Regions from separate parts of the Macaca mulatta genome. Here region 2 is linked to region 1. Evidence: chromatin contacts called from public Hi-C data. All regions are on one chromosome and are shown on one strand. Each heading gives the region's core, a stretch centred on a gene start, on an enhancer-like site or on the middle of the called end of the contact. The rest is flanking DNA. Distances are from core to core; before and after follow the strand shown.

What was found. A called contact is a pair of places that touch in the nucleus more often than the background predicts.
Region 2: a contact with region 1 is called in a Hi-C map of CD4 T cells, with 2.0 times the contacts expected there. The contact joins the promoter of KLF11 here to the promoter of RRM2 in region 1. A contact is called at or near these places in 2 of 14 Hi-C or Micro-C datasets (CD4 T cells and fetal cortex germinal zone).

Annotation. Positions count from the first base shown.
Region 1 is chr13:114,701,780-114,706,516 of T2T-MMU8v2.0, reverse strand. It overlaps RRM2 (ribonucleotide reductase regulatory subunit M2), which reads left to right and starts at 2,771. Exons shown (of 14, transcript XR_013403056.1): 1 at 2,771-4,176; 2 at 4,261-4,335; 3 at 4,664-4,737.
Region 2 is chr13:114,765,923-114,770,659 of T2T-MMU8v2.0, reverse strand. KLF11 (KLF transcription factor 11) reads left to right here and starts at 2,141. Exons shown (of 4, transcript XM_015111689.3): 1 at 2,141-2,643.

The DNA.
Region 1 (4,737 bases), core at 1,522-4,021:
CCAATAACTTTTAGCCTAAGTCTAATAACGACCACTCCCCACCTGCCTTTTTTTTTTTTTTTTTTTTTTGAGACGGAATTTCATTCTTGTTGCCCAGGTTGGAGTGCAATGGTGTGATCTCGGCTCATTGAAACCTCTGCCTCCTGGGTTCAAGCAATTCTCCTGCCTCAGCCTCCCAAGTAGTGGGAATTACAGGCGCCTGCCACCACATCTGGCTAATTTTTGTATTTTTAGTAGAGATGGGGTTTCCCTATATTGGCCAGGCTGCTCTCAAACTCCTGACCTCAGGTGATCTGCCTGCCTCAGCCTCCCAAAGTGCTGGGATTACAGGCGTGAGCCTCCAAGCAGGGCCTAATAAAGCCTTTTCACCTAACTTCCAGTGTAGAGTCCAGGGGTCAGGAAAACAAGTTAATTGACACCGTGAATAAACAATCAGGCAAATGTAGGATGTGGGACATTCTACAAGAAAACTGGCCTGTACTTCAAAGCCAATGTCGTGGGGAAAAGAAGTGGAAGAGCTTTATTAAGAGTCTAAAGCAACATAATAACCAAACGCAATGCATGTACTTAATTAGATCCTGCATAAAAAAAGTAAATCCAAAAAACTATGAGACATTTTTGAAACAATTGGAAAAACAGGAATATGGACTGGATATTAGGTGATACTGGAGTATTGTTAGTTTTCCTAGGGATAAATGTGGTATTGTGGTGATGTTAGAGAGTGTCCTTATTTTTAGGAGCTGAAACGTTTAGGGGTAATGGGTCATGATATCTATCACTTTCAAATGATCCATAAAAAAGCATAAGCCTCACACACCCACAGAGGGGGTGTCTGCCATATTTGCCATGAGGCAAATATGGCAAAATAGAAACAGCTGTTGAATCCTAGGTAGTGGGCGAATGCTAGCAATCGTTCCATTATTCTGTATGTTGAAAACATTCATAATAAAAAGTTAGGGTAGAAACGTTCTGCTGTGCAGTTGTGCTGTGCGACCTTGGGCAGTTTCCTTGCCTCTCAGGTCTTCATTTCCTCACCTATGAAACGGGGTTAAAAATACCAACCCCGGTGGGACGGTGGCTCACGCCTGTAATCTGAGCATTTTGGGAGGCCAAGGCGGGTGGAGGGCTTGAGCCCAGGGGTTCAAGACCAGCCCGGGTGACATACCGAGAACCCATCTCTACAAAAAATTTAAAAATTAGCCTGGCAGAGTGGTGCATGCCTGCAGTCCTAGCTACTTGGGAGGCTGAGGTGGGAGGATCGCTTGAGCTCGGAAAGTTGAGGCTGCAGTGAACTATGATGCAGCCACCAGCCTGGGCAACAGAGCGAGACCCTGTCTCAAAACAAAAAAACCAAAAAACTAAAACAAAACAAAACAAAACAAAAAAAACCCAGCCTCACACGATCCAGGTGCCCAGAGGCTGTGGGTGCTGCAGCCGTAATTATTATTATGACCACCTTCGGCACGGCGTCTGGTACACAGTGAGTGCTGAGCTCCCCGGGCCGCGGTTTTTCCACCCTAATGGTGGACAGGTAGGAACAGCCTTTTGGAAGTCGCGCTAACCTTGGCCAGGGACCTGCAAACCTGTCCGGGCTGGGGGCGTATGAGCGGGAGAGCGCGCAGCGGAAACGGGGCGGGGCACCTGAGGCTGGGAATGCAGAGGAGCCTTCCGGGGAACGGGGCGGGGCCTCCCGTGCAGACCAATGGTGTAGATGCAGATGTCAAAACGCGCGCTCAAGTGGCTCCCGCCAGGAATCCCGGGGCTTAGGGAGGCGGAGGGAGGATCGCTTGAGGCCAGGAGTTTGAGATCAGCCTGGGCAAACAAGCGAGACCCTTGTCTGTTCACTTAAATAAAACCAAAAAAACGAGCACCGACGGAAAAAGGAGTAAATCCCGGCGCTAGCAGCAGCCCGGCGCCTGCGGCGGCGGCGGCGGGCGCCCTCCCGGGAGTGGCTGCTTTGCCCGACCCCCCAGAGGCGGAACCTTCCGCATTGCCGCGTGGCCGTGGGCGCCGCCACCTCCGCAGCGGGGCAAAGATGCCGGACCTGGAGGGAGGAGGGCCACGCCGAGATGACTCAGGTTCAGCGCGGGAGGGGAGGATGGCGACTTCACCTGGCCTCTAACACGTACGCATCTTTCCGCGCCTTCTACAATGGCTGTTAATTACGTGGCCAGGAACTAAACTGTAAGTGAAGCCACCTCTGGCTATTTCAGTTAACAGTGAGTTTAACAGGAGCAAAAAAGCACGTGGCGCCGTAGGGCAACCAAAACCAGGGCTTTAGACGTTGATTATGGGACATTGAAATCTGAGTTGAGTATTACACCAAGAAATTATAATTTTGTTAGATAATAGCTTTATCAGCCATAAAGTAATCAATAAAAATACCAATTTCCTGGAGATGGATGCTTTAGTGTGTTTGGGGGTGAAACTGGCAATGGATGGCAAGTTGCTTTAAACAAATCATGCTACACCAAAGTTTTGGTTGTGGCTTTGTGTAAGGAATGTGATGGTCACTTATCCCTGCAACACGAGAATACTTTGAATACAAGTCCGTAGTACTTTTAAGAAATGAGAGAAACAGACCTAGATGGGGAGGGTATCTGTCCAACCCCACCCTCTATAAAGTATCTAGAAAAGGCTTTGTAAAAAGTCCCGAGTCTCTCAATAACAGCCCTGAGTGCAGCTGTTGAAGCTTTCTCAGGTTAATGATTTCTTCTTGGATCTTAAAGTTTCTTTCTCTTCCTTTATTTTTGGCATTTTGCCGTTGCAGGGCCTGGCAAATCGGAAAGCCACATAGACAATTAAATGAAAGCTGTTGCTAAGTTCCAGGCTCTACCTCAGTGTTTTCAAACTCCTCTTCAGCATATTTGATGCCCAATGAGTAGTACATTAAATCCTAGTTCTAAAATCATTCTGTGAACTTTCTCCCAGGAATTTTTGCTCAGTTTGCAATTAAAACAAGTTTTTTTTTTCTTTTTTTAATGGGGGCGGGGTCTCACTATGTTGCCAAGGCTGGTCTCCAGCTCTTGGCCTCAAACAATCCTCCTGCCTCGGCCTCCCAAAGTGCTGGGACTACAGGCGTGAGCCACCGCGCCCAGCCACAGTTTGCAATTCTTAAAGCAAGGGTGACAATAGGGGACAGGGGTCTGACAGGAGACAGGATTTCTGTGGAAAATTGCACCAAGGGCCTTCTCTCCGTGTCCTGGAGTTTGAAGGTTTACGAAGGACTGCACATTTTACATGAGTCATCTCAACGAATGCTCTCCTCACCACATTAACACCCCACGCGGTGACGAGTCCCATTTTACTCAGGGGGACGCCGAATCTGTAAGAAGCCTGGTCGCATGTCCCAGTCACAACAAAACGAGCCGCGGGGCTCAGCAGCCCTAACTTTTAGGCTGTAGGGTCCTCGCCGACCACCCCGCCCAAATGTCAGGGCTCGGGGCCCTTGCACTCCCACCCCAGGGACACAGATCGAAAGGGTCGCAGCAACGCCTCCCCCGACCCAGGAGCGTCTTCCAGGCCTTTGCACCAACCTCGTTGGCAAAGTCTCCTGCCCTGCGGCGGCGCGGCTGGGAGGAGGCGCTTTTGGGAAGCGCGCCCGCGGGCTCCAATCGCTGCGCCTCACGCAATCCCAAACGGTTCCCGGGCGAACCGGGGCCCGCGCGCGCCAACGCCGCCGAGACTCTCAGGGACTGCGGTCCTGGTCCCGTGGGACCTGTGGAGGCCCGGGCGGCGGCGCCCCCGACCCAGCCAGCGGACGGAGCGGGGGGAACCGGGAGGTCCCGGGGGGCGTCCACGGGGGTGTCCCCGGTGGTCCCCGGAAGGCGCCGGCGGAGGCTCCCGCGCTGCGCTTGAAAATCGCGCGCTGTCCCGCGGCCAGCCTGGGTGGGGTCAAGGTGCAGCCAATGGAAGGGTCGGGGGCACGGCACAGCCAATGGGAAGGGCCGGGGCGCCAAAGCGAATGGGAAGGGCCGGCACGGGAGATTTAAAGGCTGCTGGACCGAGGGGTCGCCCGTGCTTCGCGTCCCAGCCATCCTGTTCTGGCCTGTCGCTGTACTTCGCTGCGCCGCCACTATGCTCTCCGTCCGCATCCCGCTCGCGCCCATCACGAACCCGCAGCAGCTGCAGCTCTCGCCGCTGAAGGGGCTAAGCCTGGTAGACAAGGAGAACACGGTGAGCGCGCGGGGAGGGTGCTGCGGACCGGGGAGGGAGGCAGGGAAGCGAAGCCGCCTCCGACTCACACACGTCTCCCTGCAGCCGCCAGCCCTGAGCGGGGCCCGCGTCCTGGCCAGCAAGACCGCGAGGAGGATCTTCCAGGAGCCCGTGGAGCCGGTGAGTGACGGGCGTGGGGCAGAGGGGCCAGGGGCGGCCTTGGGCGTCTTGGCGCCAAAACCGCATTGTCTCCTCAGCTGTTCACACTCCCGCGCCGGTTCCTTTCCCGCCTACGCGGCCCCTCCCCAGGGCGACCTCCCGTGCCCCTCGGCCCATTTCCCGGTTTGGGCGTGCGCTCCTCTGCTGCGACCCACGGAGTGCGACGGGACAGCCACGTTTTCACATCGGGTCCCATGAAATTGCCGCCCATGGAACGGACTTGGTGAGAAAAACATTAGTTTCATATGGTTCGCCCCGTACTTGAATGTTTTATTTTCTTCCCCAACAGAAAACTAAAGCAGCTGCCCCCGGCGTGGAGGATGAACCGCTGCTGAGAGAAAACCCCCGCCGCTTTGTCATCTT
Region 2 (4,737 bases), core at 892-3,391, 65 kb before region 1:
GGATTACAGGTGCCTGCCACCACGCCTGGCTAATTTTTTGTATTTTCAGTAGAGACGGGGTTTCACCATGCTGGCCAGGCTGGCCTCAAACTCCTGACCTCAGGTGATCTGTCCACCTCGGCCTCCCAAAGTGCTGGGATTACAGGTGTGAGCCACCATGCCTGGCCATCTCATGCAGTCTTGCAGGGTCAAAGCAGACAAGGGTTGGCGTGTTCCACGCAGAAGGAATGCTGCCTAGAAACAGGAGAGTGGCATAACCTTGGGAGTACAGGGTTCTGTATTGGGTCACTGGGGGCAGGAAGGTAGCAGGGAAAGCAATTTGGGAAACTGGTCAGAAATGATGCAGGAAGTGCTGGCTGGAGCCTGGTTACAAAGACTCATGGGTTCCCGGCCACGGAGCCTGAAGTCAGTCCTATAACTGTTTGGATTCCAACTGAGGCTTGAATACAGGTTCAGCTCCATCTCTACTTCCAGAAGAGCATTCTGGCAGTAAGGTGATGGCAGATTGTAGGGCGTCTGGCTGGAGGGAGGGAGACCTATTGGGAGGCAGTGGCAACAATTCAGACGAGCAGGTGGTGGCCAGGACAAGGGCTGGCATGGGTGACATAAGAGTTTGAGAGGAACTGAGAAGGAAGAAGGGCATGGCATAATTGGCAGAAGAAAGCAACTGTGGGAAAGGGAGGAGGTAAAGGTGATGCTCAGGTTTCTAGATCAAGGAATAGGGTCTCCAGTTGTCCCCTTCAGAGAGGTGAGAAATCCAGATTTGGGTGGAATCTGAGTTCAGTTTTTTGTTTGTTTGTTTGTTCAGACTGAGTCTCTGTCACCCAGGCTGGAGTGCAGTGGTGCGATCTCAGCTCAGTGCAATCTTTGCCTCCTGGGTTCAAGTGATTCTCCTGCCTTAGTCTCCGAGTAGCTGGGATTACAGGCGCCCGCTACCACGCCCGGCTAATTTTTATATTTTTAGAAGACACGGGGTTTCATCATGTTGGCCCGGCTGGTCTTGAACTCCTGACCTCAGGTGATCCGCCCACCTTGGCCTCCCAAAGTGCTGGGATTACAGGCGTGAGCCACCGCGCCCGGCCCTGAGTTCAGTTTTAAGGACACAATTAGAGGTGCCCACAAGATGTTCAAGCAGGGAAGCTGCTAGATACCTTAGATTCGCTCATTCACCTACGTGGATGAATTACACAGCCAGGCTCCCTGGCCTTGGGAGAGTCCTTCTGATGGGGAGACAGATGATAAGCAAATAACTGAAGTAATGGAAAAGGGACAGTTCATGGAAAGTGTTGTGAAGGAAGAAAACAAGAAGGCCCGGGAGAAGGGGACTGGAGGTCTCCCCAAGGGTGCGTTCGCTAGAGGAGGCCTCTCTAGGTGGACTGCGGGTAAGAGCAAAGGGGACATAAGGGGGAAAAGCATTCTAGGGAACAGCAGGTGCAAGGACCTGGAGACGGCAGAGGGGCTGGTGAGACAGGTGTCCAGGAGGAGGCCCGGGCTGTCCCTCGGGGGAGTGGGGAGAGTCGTGGGGCTGGAGACGGAGGGGCTGGGTCCCTGCAGGAGCTCACAAGCCACAGTGGGGAGCAGAAGCATTACGCTGAGTACAGTGGGAGCCACTGAGAAGGTTAAAGACCCCCGGGGGTGCTGAGTGGCAAGGGGCTGTGGGAGCTGGAGCGGACGGACGCAGGGAGACCAGTTGTAAGGCGAAAGCAGGAGGCCAGGCAAAAGAGAATATTCCAGTCTGTATCTAAGACTTAACTTTTCACATACACAACACCCTGCACCCCTGTCAGAGCCTCCGGGGTCTTCATGAGAGCGGTTTATCACGGTTCACTTAAACCCTCTTACTGTTTCAGCAAACACCTTCTCCTCAGCCTGCTCAACCCCTCTGCTCAACCAGAGTGGGCCCCGCAGGAACAAGTGGGGACCAGAGCCCTGCTCAGGTGAGTGGTGGGACCCGGCCTGTTCCCTTGAGCCCAGGCTTCTCTGGCTCAGAGCAAAGCCCCCGGGTGCTGGGATTCTCTCTCTGCTCCCACTCCCTGGATGTGAGCTTTTAAGGACGATTCCTCACTGCGGCCTCTGCCCTTTGTACTAAGCGCCAACACGCATCGCGGCTCAGCAAATGCGCGCGCAGTGGACAGACGGAGGGGTGACTCCTCCCTGAGCTGAAGGCTGCGGCGACGCAAATAAACAGCATAGTTCCTGCTCTCCATGAACCTGGCGCTGCAAACGTGGGCAAACCACACCAAGAGACGCCAGCAACCGAAATATAGGGAGAAAAAAAAAGGTGCCCTGGACACCAGGCTAGATCTCTCCTGCAGGCTCGAGGACTGCCCGGAGTGGGCGGCGTTTTCTCGGGGCCTGGGAAGAATGAGCGGGTTTCAGCGGGCGTCTTTTGGGTGACTGCCCGTCTCGGCTTCCCCTGACCCCGTAACAGAGCGGAAGAGGCCCAGAGACGCCAGAGGAGGGGCATCAGCGGACACTCAGGCCGAGAAGCTCTGACTCCGGGTGTCTGCAAAAATGACCGGATGCAAGAATGTCGCCTAGAACCAGCCAGCTTTCCGACCTCTCAGGTCATGGGCTCACTCCAAAGAAACGAAGGGAGAGTGACAGAAATAAAAACAACGAAAGCCGGGTTGAAGCCTCTAGGTGGGTCTCCGCTACCGACTGATTCAGCCGGTGGGGCTAGAGGAGGTTCCTATAAGCGCGGTCCCCCCTCCCCGCACCGAGTCCGAACCCCGCCCTGGGATTTCCCCAGGCGCCGCCGCCGCCGCCGCCGCGCCGCCTTCTCCGCCCCGCGCGCCCCCGCGACCTTTCCCTTACTTTCCAGGGCCTCAGGCCCCGCCCCTCTCTCCGACCAAAACACGTGCCGCGTCCCGCCCTGCCCGATCACGCCGCGGCCAGGCTCCGATCACGCGGCCCCCCGCGGCGCTCATTGGCCGGCCGGTCACGGGCCCGGTGCGAATTGGCTGGCGGCGGCAGGCCCCGCCCCGACGGGGGGCGCGGTGTATTTTGGTTCGCCTCCGCGCCCCGCCCCGCCGGCCGCTCCCTCCGCAGCCGCCCCGCCCCTCCCGCGCCGCGAGGGCCGCGCCGGGGCAGAGCCGCGCGGGCGGGCGAGGCGCGTGCCGGCCGCAGAAGCTCCGGGTAGCCGCCACCGTCGCCCACCGCGCACGTGCGGCCGCTGCTGCGCCGACCTTACGCCCCGCGGCCGCTTTGTTGCTCCCGGCTGCCCGGCACGATGCACACGCCGGACTCCGCGGGCCCAGACGACGCGCGCGCAGTGAGTAGTGGGGCTGCCGCGGCTGGACTACTCGTCTGAGCGAGGGGCGAGGCGGGGGACGCGGTGCGGGACCCGCGGGCCTGTGAAAGCGGGAGGTGGGGCCTGCGGGTCCTCGCTGCGGCCGCGCCGGTGGGGGCCTGGGCGGGCTTTGGAGCCGGGCGGGGCGGCGGCCGCGCGGGGCGCGCCCGGGTCGGCTGGGGCGAGGAGGGGGCGTGTGCCCCGCGCAGCTTTGTCTTGCGCTTCCTGGGCGGCCCCGCCCCGCTGGCCCCGCGGCTATTTCCAGCCATGACGTCACCCTGGTCCTGTGAGCCGAACGGCCGTTGGGTGGGGGAGCGGCTGGCGGGAACGCGGCACGCGGCCGTGGGGGCGGGGCAAGAGTTGCTGGCGGGGACGCGACACGGTCCTGGGGGCGGGGCAATAGCGGCTGGCGGGAGTGCCGCTCGGCCCTCGGGGCGGGGCAAGGTCCGGGGGCCCGGGCAACGACGGGAGGCGGAAGCGCGGCACGACCCGGGGGGCGGGGCAACGCCTGGAGGCGGGAACGCGGCACGCGAGCGTTGGGGGCCCTAAGCGTCGCGACCCGGGGACTTCGGGGAGGTATCCGTGGACGTGGGCCGAGTGTGGGCCTCGTGGTGTGCGGGCACTGTGGGCCGGGCCCCTTCCCGTCCGTGTGGTGAGCGGGCCTCGGCGCCGGGTTCTGTGACTTCACAGGGGGTTTGGTGGCGCAGCCTGCGGGACAGAGGCTGGGGATTTGAGGTGGCCTCGTCTTGTTTGATCTCGGGGAACCTGGGCAGAGGGAAAGTTTTGATGTTTTGGTGCATGGCAAATTGAGAGGAAACGTGTATCTTCGTACATTTAACGTTTCCTTTCCTTTTTCTTTTTGAGACGGTCTCTCTGTCTGTCTCCCAGGCCGGAGTGCAGTGGGTGCGCGATCTCAGCCCCCGTAACCTCCCTGGGAGGGAGGGATATTACTCCCTTTCAGAGTAATATCACCTTCTCACCCCCGGATTAGTTTTCTTTTGGAAGAGATCAGCTCATTCCAGCCTCTTCCTCCTCCTCCCCTTCCAGATTAAAGAGACGGTCTGTAATCCCAGCACTTTGGGAGGACGAGGTGGGCGGATCACCTGAGGACGGGAGTTCGAGACCAGCTTGACCAATATGGGGAAAACCCCTCTCTATAAAAAATATAAAAATTAGCCGAGTATGGTGGTGGGCGCCTGTAATCCTGCTAGTAGGGAGGCTGAGGCAGAAGAAGCGCTTGAACCTGGGAGGCGGAGGTTGTGGTGAGCCAAGATAGTGCCACTGCACTCCAGCCTGGGCAACAGAGCAAGACTCAGTCTCAAAAAAACAAGGCTGGGCGCCTGTAATCCCAGCACTTTGGGAGGTCAGGGCGGGTGGATCGCCTGAAGTCAGGAGTTGGAGACCAGCCTGGCCAACATGGTGAAACCCCGTCTCTACTAAAAATA